Regions from separate parts of the Sus scrofa genome. Here region 2 is linked to region 1. The links are chromatin contacts, called in public HiChIP or PLAC-seq maps. All regions are on one chromosome and are shown on one strand. Each heading gives the region's core, a stretch centred on a gene start, on an enhancer-like site or on the middle of the called end of the contact. The rest is flanking DNA. Distances are from core to core; before and after follow the strand shown. Region 1 holds the start of GPBAR1 (G-protein coupled bile acid receptor 1). Region 2 overlaps USP37 (ubiquitin carboxyl-terminal hydrolase 37).

Evidence for each region. HiChIP or PLAC-seq counts read pairs in DNA pulled down with a chosen protein or histone mark.
Region 2: a contact with region 1 is called in an H3K27ac HiChIP or PLAC-seq map of alveolar macrophages. The contact joins the enhancer-like site here to the promoter of GPBAR1 in region 1. A contact is called at or near these places in 6 of 47 Hi-C or Micro-C datasets (blood, heart right ventricle, liver and 3 more) and 1 of 2 datasets of contacts at active chromatin or transcription factors (alveolar macrophages).

What each region holds. Positions count from the first base shown.
Region 1 is chr15:120,333,507-120,338,144 of Sscrofa11.1, forward strand. GPBAR1 (G-protein coupled bile acid receptor 1) reads left to right here and starts at 2,690. Exons shown (of 2, transcript XM_013984487.2): 1 at 2,690-3,175.
Region 2 is chr15:120,502,874-120,507,511 of Sscrofa11.1, forward strand. It overlaps USP37 (ubiquitin carboxyl-terminal hydrolase 37), which reads right to left. Exons shown (of 24, transcript XM_003133658.6): 19 at 2,232-2,398; 20 at 562-622. Among named protein-coding and RNA genes, the nearest start is that of VIL1, 42 kb to the left of the region's middle. Within about 2 kb of position 2,533, at least 10 of the 83 cell types and tissues checked have an H3K27ac peak or open chromatin away from gene starts, as enhancers often do. A contact at or near this core is called in alveolar macrophages and omental adipose tissue, where this site is marked.

The sequences.
Region 1 (4,638 bases), core at 1,440-3,939:
TTCCCGTCGTGGCGCAGTGGTTAACGAATCCGACTAGGAACCATGAGGTTGCGGGTTCGGTCCCTGCCCTCGCTCAGTGGGTTAACGATCCGGCGTTGCCGTGAGCTGTGGTGTAGGTTGCAGACGCGGCTCGGATCCTGCGTTGCTGTGGCTCTGGCGTAGGCCGGTGGCTACAGCTCCGATTCAACCCCTAGCCTGGGAACCTCCATATGCCGCGGGAGCGGCCCAAGAAATAGCAACAACAACAACAACAACAATAATGCCGAGGGAGCGGCCCAAGAAATAGCAACAACAACAACAATAACAACAACAATAAAAAAGAAAAAAATATATATAAGAAATAAAACTCATCCATTAAAAAAAAAAAAAAAAAAAAAAAAGATGGAATCAGGGCTTCATAGCCTTGAACTTGCCCTTCCTCTCACTCTATCTGGTTTCCTTCCTTTCCCTGTGCAAAATGTCATTCCCCTCTTGCTTTTCACAGCCTCTCCATCTGCCTTTCTCAATGGAATTCTTAGAGGGGGCAGGTGACTGGAAGGAAGGGACATGCAGAGAAGGCTGGAAACCCCTGTTTCTTACCTGCCAAGCCCTGACCCAAGTCCTCATCATACATTTTCTCATTTAGTCTCACAATAGGTGAGTACAGTACAAGCCCCATTTCACAGATGAGGAAACTAAGGCAAGAGAATTTTAATAGGACTTCCCATCGTGGCTTAGTGGTTAACGAATCCAACTAGCATCCATGAGAACGCAGGTTCCATCCTTGGCCTTGCTCAGCGGGTTAAGGATCCGGCGTTGCTGTGAGCTGTGGTGTAGGTCCCAGACGAGGCTCGGATCCCACGTTGCTGTGGCTGTGGCATAGGCTGGCAGCTGCAGCTCCGATTCAACCCCTAGCCTGGGAACCTCCATGTGCTGCTGATGCGGTCCTAGAAAGACAAAGACAGAAAAAAAAAATAAGAGAGAGAGAACTTTAATAATTGACCTAAGTTTTGGAGTTCCCATCGTGGCGCAATGGTTAACGAATCTGACTAGGAACCATGAGGTTGCGGGTTCAATCCCTGCCCTTGCTCAATGGGTTAAGGATCCGGCGTTGCCGTGAGCTGTGATGTAGGTCGCAGAAGCAGCTCGGATCCCACGTTGCTGTGGCTGTGGTGTAGGCTGGCAGCTACAGCTCCGATTAGACCCCTAGCCTGGGAACCTCCATATGCCATGGGAGCAGCCCAAGAAATGGCAAAAAGACAAAAAATAAAATAAAATAAATAATTGACCTAAGTTTACCCAGCCAAATAAATAGGATCCAACCAGGATTCTGTGATTCAAACCCGGTCCTTCTGACTCCAGTACTGGCTCATGCCTCTTTATCACCATGGAGGAGGAAGGAAAGGAGTCACTTGTTGAGACCCCTCCCCCCACTAGGTGTCAAGCACTGGGATAAATGCAGTTACATATGTTACCCCATGATATCCCCACAACCACCCTGACAGGGTGGTTTTCTTCATTCCCATTTTACAGGTGAGAAAATTGAGGTCCAGAGGTAGCTTGCTCAAAGTCACACCCCCCAGAGCCATTTGTGTCTCATGGCCCAGAAGTTGACTCACAAAATAGTTGAGGAGGAGTCCCCATCGCAGCTCAGTGGTTAACCAATCCGACTAGGAACCATGAGGTTGCGGGTTCCATCCCTGGCCTCCCTCAGTGGGTTAAGGATCCAGCATTGCCGTGAGCTGTGGTGTAGGTCGCAGACAAGGCTCAGATCCCGCGTTGCTGTGGCTGTGGCATAGGCCGGTGGCTACAGCTCTGATTGGACCCCTGGCCTGGGAACCTCCATATGCTGCAGGTTCGGCCCTAAAAAGACCAAAAAAAAAAAAAAGAAAGAGGAGTTCCCGTTGTGGCGCAGTGGTTAACGAATCTGACTAGGAACCATGAGGTTGCGGGTTCGGTCCCTGCCCTCGCTCAGTGGGTTAACGATCCGGCGTTGCCGTGAGCTGTGGTGTAGGTTGCAGACGCGGCTCGGATCCTGCGTTGCTGTGGCTCTGGCGTAGGCCAGTGGCTACAGCTCCGATTCAACCCCTAGCCTGGGAATCTCCATATGCCTCGGGAGTGGCCCAAGAAATAGCAGCAACAACAACAAAAGACAAAAGACAAAAAAAAAAAAAGAAAGAAAAAAAAGAAAATAGTTGAGAAAAGTGTGGGATGACCCCAGATTGTGGAAGGTAAGACTGGCTTTATAAGCCGCAAGTCCCTACCAGGTAATAGGAAGGGCGGGTGTAAAGATGCTCAGCTTTCAGGAGTTCCGCTCGTGGCTCAGCGGTTAGTGAACCTGATTAGCATTCATGAGGATGCGGGTTAGATCCCTGGCCTCACTCAGTGGGTTAAAGATCTGGCGTTTCTGTGAGCTGTGGTGTAGGTCGAAGATGCGGCTTGGATCCCGAGTTGCTGTGGCTCTGGCGTAGGCCGGCAGCTATAGCTCCAATTAGACCCCCAGCCTGGGAACCTCCATATGCAGCCCTAAAAAGACAGAAATACAAAAATAAAATAAAATAAATAAAATAAAAGTATGTTTAGCTTCCAAACACCAACCCCCCCACTGCCATCATCAGACACACATTCCTCCTCAGCAGCCCAGCAGAATTAGCTGGCTGGCCACCCCATGGGTTTAAGGCTCATAAAACATAAATATATTAGCTGGGGCAGGAAGTACGGAGGGTAGAATAAATCATTATAGTGTTCATTAACTGCAAAGCATTTCTCAGATTAGCTGAGCGGTAGCAGGCCAGAGGGCTCCAAGCTGGGTGACCTGCCACCTTGATGGCAAGCCATGGACAGTGGCTGGAGATGGAGACCCTGGTCCGGGAGGACAAGGAGGGGGCCCTGGAGAAAGGGGGAGGAAGCCCTCCCAGGACTGCCGCTCAGGGTGTGCCAGGTCCCACCCCCAGAGGCGGGGCCAGGCTGAGCCCCGCCAGCCTCAGCTCCATCCCTCCAGGAACCCAGGCGAGGGCAGAGCCTGGGCAGCGAAGAATCCCGGCCCTGCTGTCCCCGCAGAGTGGAGGCACCATGCCCTCACCCATCAGGACACCAGACATCATCGCCAGACGACCTGCAGCAATGGCTGTGGCCACCCCCTGACCCCCAGAGGAAAAGCCCAGGCTGGGCGAGCCAGACCTGCCCCCACAGCCATGTGAGTAGCCCTTCCCCTTCCCTTGCCCCACCCAGCCCCGGCCACACCTGGACACCTCCACCCCAGCTCCTGAAGAGGTCGTGCCACCCAACCCGAGCCACCAGAGCCTCTGGGGTGTGCGGGTCCCACAGCCAGTGCACCCATAACACCACGAGGAAGTGGCCCCCGGGGGCCATCCCTGCCTTTTGTGCGGCTCTGATGGAAGTGGGCTGGGAGACTCACTCCAGCGGAGGGCTGCGAGCTCCAGCCCATGGCCCCAGAGTCCAAGTCTGAAGTAACAGACCCTGAGGTCTCCTGGGGTTTAATAAAGTTGACAGTGCGAGGATGAAGGGGAACAGAAACTGAAGGGCTGCTGGAGAGAGCGAGATGAACGAGTGGAGGGCCCTGGGGAGACAGGAAGAGGAAACAGGCCGAGGGAGGGGAAAGGGGTGCAGCGGCTTGGCAACTGGCTTGGGGGGCCTGGGGAAGGCTGGGGATCTCTAGAAGGGGCAGCACCTCCGGTGGACAAGGTGGCCATGGGGCCATCTGATCCTCTGACCTGGATGGGGGTGCAGGTAGGAATCCTTTCCTTGTTGACTTTAATCCTAGCAACAGCAGCTGCTTTCCTGTTGACAGAAGCAGGAGTTCCCACAGGGCCCAGGACCCCTCCCCCGTCCCCATCCCCCATCCCTGTCCCCATAATGCTGGAAGGACTCGGGGAGAGCAGAGCCAGGCCCTGCCCAGCGGCCCCTCCTCCCTCCCTGGGCTCACTTCAGCCCTCCTTGCCACTGGCATCTCCGGTCACTACCAACCCTCCCCCTCTCCCTCCCTGGCAACTCTCCCCCCCCACCACCCGCCGGTTCCCAGGAAAGGCCCTGTTGCTAGTGTGGTGCGGATGTGTCAAGTTTATGGGCTGGAAGTCCTACCCGGAGGCTGCTCACTGAGCTGTAACCAGGGACAAGGCAGATGGAGGGAAGGTGCAGGGCACAGGGCACCCCCTCGCTGCCACCCGTTTCCCTGGCATCAGCACTAACCACTAATGCAAGTGCTCCACGAGCCCTGCCTCAGATGGACGCCAGCTCCCCCCCCCAGTCTTAGCAAACCACCATCTCTTCCCACACTGGTGCCAACTTCTTCATTTATTGCCCATCCCAACCCCTGGTCCAGCCCCGCCAGCCTGAAGGGGGCCGTCAACTATTGGCTGGCCAGAGACCTACACACCAGCCAGACCCTATCCTATCCTTTGAGCTTAAATTTGGAGGCCTTGCCCGGTGTAGGCAGGAAGGCATGGCCAAAATGCTTTGGGGCTGAGTGGATCCACTTTTCAGTCTAAACAAAGACATAAACCCAGCTGCCCAGAACAGGCCAGGCAGATAAGAGAAATGGACCGAGTGGCTGAGGGGGGACTGTGGGGAGCCATCTGAAGGCAGCCACCGCTCAGCTCCAGGTGGTTGCTACCGTACAGGACCTGATCTCTCAAAAAC
Region 2 (4,638 bases), core at 1,283-3,782, 170 kb after region 1:
TTCTGAGGGCTGGAGAAAGACCAGAGTGATCTTAGAAAATACAGTTAGCCTACTTCCTGTGACTATCTGTCCAGTGGACTTCCAGCATCTGGTCCATATTTTAGTTCTGCCAAATGCCATGATACTGGTGAACATTATGCTTCTGAGTACTCACTTACGACTTTACAGTGAGTGCTTGTAAATTCATGGGGAAATGGAAGTCACATTATCTTCTCCCAGGAGTCTTAACAGTAGCAGTATCACTCTGTCATACAGATGGATTACAGGTAGACTGTCCCTGCTATTTAATTATTCCAAATTAAAAAATATATTGTCTAAGGATATGGATATAGGTAGTGAAATTATTCAAAAAGAGTAAGGTAATGATGAATACAAACATTAGAATAGTGGCTTTTTTTGCGAGGGAGTGAAGGGGAGGGGTATTTAGGTAACTTTTAAGGTTCTTCTTTACCTGGGAGGTGTTCAAATTTGTTATTGTTATTAAAAGTCAACACATTTTATATGCTCTTCTGTGTGCGATACATTTCACCATATAAAGATGTAATTAAAGTAACACCATACCTTGAAGACTTAACTCTGTAGCTCTTTTGAGGTCATCATCTTCTTTTTGTTCCCAAGCCTCCTAAAGGGATAAGAACAAAACTAAAGTATTTAAAGAGGTATTAGTTAAACTTATTTAATGAGGATAAAATTAGCTGCTCTGAAAGTATTTGCTAATAATGTTTTCTATAATCTTATAAATGTCTGGGATACAACCTCTTGAGGGATGTGGAAAAGTTTACTTTTTTTTCTTTTTTGGCTCCACCTGTGGCATATAGAAGCTCCCAGGCCAGGGATCTAACCTGGGCCACAGCAGTGACAATGCCAGATCCTTAACCTGCTATGCCACCAGGGAACTCCAGGATTTTCTTTTGGTAATTAATAACCTGATACATACCAAACTAAAGAAACTTCATCTTATGGCCGGCTCTGAAATAGCTTTAAAACGGCAGTTCTCAACCTTGGCTGTACATTAGAATCATTGGGAGAAGTTTTAAAAAGTCCTTACTTAAAAAAGAAAAAAAAAGAAAAAGAAATCTGGATGCTTAGATCACACCTGAAATCAATTACATCAGAATGTCTGAGGGGCAGAATCACCCAGGCATCAGTCTTTTTTTAAAAGCTCCACATATGATAATAATGTGCAGTTAAAAGTTAAGACCCAATGTCCCAGTAACATTAGACTTCTTAATCTGATTATTAGTAAAACTAAAACTATGCACTCATTCTAGGGAGGCTTGATAAATTTTTATTATTTCTATTTTATTACTAACATGACTTGGATTGTATAGGATTAGACAACCATGAAAACAAAACCTTTCAGTCAGATACCTCAGGTGACTGCAATAGCACAAACCAACTAGCTTTGACAAATATAAACAAAAGGAACTAAAAATTGAAGAATAGATTACTACATAAAGAGAAGAGCAGATAAATGTTAGTCTACAACTAAAATCTAAAATTTCAGATAATACTGCTAAGAATTTTATGTTAAAATAATTCACAGGAAAGGGGAGTTCCTGTTGTGGCTGGTGGGTTAAAGACCCAATGTTGTCTCTGTGAGGATGTGGGTTCGGTCCCCAGCCTCACTCAGTGGGTTAAGGATCCAGCATTGCCGCAAGTTGCAGCACAGGTTGCAGATGTGGCTTAGACTGGTGTTGCTGTGGCTGTGGTGTAGGTCACAGCTGCAGCTCTGATACAACCCCTACCTAACCCAGGAACTTCCATGCGCTGCAGGTGCAGCCATTAAACACACACACACACACACACACACACACACAGAGGAAGGGATTCATATTGTGAGAAAATGACCAAAACAAATACTGTGCCTTAACATAGTAATAATAAAATCACAATGGTATACTATTCAACTGTTTGCAAAAAAAAAAATAAAGTTGGATCTGATAACGCTTCCTGCTTTAGCATGCAATAAATTACAGTAATAGGAAGTAACCAACAATACACTGTTGCACTTAGATTTCTTAAAAAAAGGAAAATGTGCTGTTTCAAGTCCAAAGCAAAAGTCCTAAAGAAGTTTGTGTGTTTTGGTGGAGCAATGATTTACTGTATGTAAATCACCTGGAACAATGCCCGACACAAGTAGTAAGTGCTTAACAAATGTTTATCATTATTATTATTATGCTATTTCCTGGGAAAGGTATAGAGAAAGTAGCAATATAAATATCTCTTACTTGCTCCTGAAGGCTCTGAGCCAATGCCTGCTGCAGCTCTTGTTCTTCCCTCTCACGCTCCATATCATACTGCTGCAGCCAATCAACCTCTCCTTGAGATCCTTCTGGAGTTTTGTTTTCTTTATTTTCATCACAGTCTTTAGTTATCTCTGTAAAACTGGCAGGATCTGCAGAAGTAAAACATAACATAACTGGGAAATCTTCTCTTACAAACTGAAATCTCTGAACTAGAGTGACATCTACTGTTCAGAGAGTAAGTATCTTAACCTCAGACACACTTGCTTAGGACTTGCAATCTCATGTTACTACATAGTCTTGATCACAGAATTTCTCAATCTCAACACTACTGACATTGTGAGTGGGACAATTTTTTTGTGCTGGGGGGAGAGGGGCTGCCTGTACACATATAATGTTTAGTAACATCCTGGCCTCTACCTACCAGAGGCCAGTAGCAACCCACCCTCCCTAAAACAAACAAAAGTGACAGTGCCAAATGTCCCCTGGGGAACAAAACTGCCCTCCGTTGAGAAAACCTCTGATCTAGTAATGGATCTGACTTAACCAATCGTCAGAACTACGGTTAAGGATGAAGAAGAAAAAACAGCCACATTCATAGGTCATGACACATGACCAAGTACTGGGAAAAAAATAATACTTAGAGTAAATGATGTAAGAATTAGGCTAGAATGATTAATTACTGAGATTCTCCCATTTATTACACTGTATGTCAAATTAGTGTGTTTTCACATGGGTAATCAAATGAGCCTTGCACATCTTCCAAATCAAAAGAGCTGAGTTCCCTTCGTGGTTCAGTGTTTAATGAACCTGATGAGAATCCATGAGGTTTGATCCCTGGCCTTGCTCAGTGGGTTAAGGATCCGGTGTTGCCATGAGCTGTGGTGTAGGTGGGCAGCTGTAGCTCCAATTTGACCCCTGGCCTGGGAACTTCCATATGCTGCTGGCGTGGCCCTAAAAAGCAAAAAACAAAAAAAGCTACAAAATATGTAATAAACATCTCATGTACCACATAAATATATGGCCATAAATACATTTAAAACATTCATCCAGGGAGGTAAGAAAAAATTTAATCTTTTTTTTTTTTTAATCTCAATTTCTAGATTACAGCTGGCTGGAATAAGCAGTATGGACATAATTTTCTTCTGATTATTAAAATCTCACTATAGTTTTTAATTAGGTAAGAGTGGGGAGAAGGAACTTCCTTCCTTCCTTCCCTCCCTCCCAAACACTTTACCAAAGCAAAAATTTTCATCTCAACAAGTTAAGGAAGTTCTCATAAAAAGAATTTAACTGGCTGTCAATAAGAATTATCTTTACAGATTCATTTCATATGAAATGTTTTTTGCTTTTTTAGGGCTGCCCCCCACAGCATGTGAAGGTTCCCAGGTTACAGGACAAACTGGAGCTGCAGCTGCTGGCCTACACCACAGCAACGCCAGATCCAAGCCACGTCGTGACCTATACCACAGTTCACAGCAACGCTGGATCCTTAACCCTCTGAGCGAGGCCAAGGATCAAACTTGAGTCCTCACAGATGCTAACCAAATTCGTTAACTGCTGAGCCACAACGGGAAATCACTCACTGAAATGTTTTTAAATATGTCCCAGGAGTTCTCGTCGTGGCGCAGTGGTTAACGAACCCGACTAGGAACCATGAGGTTGCGGGTTCGGTCCCTGCCCTTGCTCAGTAGGTTAAAGGATCTGGCGTTGCCGTGAGCTGTGGTGTAGGTTGCAGACTCGGCTCGGATCCCACGTTGCTGTGGCTCTGGCGTAGGCTGGTGGCTACAGCTCCGAATGGACCCCTAGCCTGGGAACCTCCATATGCTGCGGAAGCAGCCCAAGAAATGGCAAAAAGACAAAAAAAAAAAAAAAAAAAAAAAAAAAAAAAAAAAAAAAAAAATCTGTCCCAGTACTGCATTCTAACCATTTAAATGGTAGATCCTTTTTTATAGCACAAATGAACTCTGAAGCTTACTCTGAATATTATGAAGCCTACAGCATCTTAGTTTTAGACTCTAAATCAGCAATTAGTCTGTATATATGTACGTATATTTTGGGGCCAAACCCATGGCATATGGAAGTTCCTAGGCTCAGGGTTGAATCTGAGCTGTAGCGGCTGGCCTTCGCCACAGCTACAGCAACACAAGATCCAAGCCAAGTTGGCGACCTGCACCACAGCTCATGGCAATGCTGTGACCCAAGGAGAGAGGCCAAGGATCGAACCTGAGTCTTCATAGATATTAGTTGGATTCATTACCACCGAGCCTCAACGGGGAACTCCTAGTCATTATTTTTAATTGAACTGCTACTGAATACTTACCATTAAAATTCTGAATATTCATTAAAGGAGGAAAAGAAACTCTGGATATATTAAGTGCAAAAAGCAGTA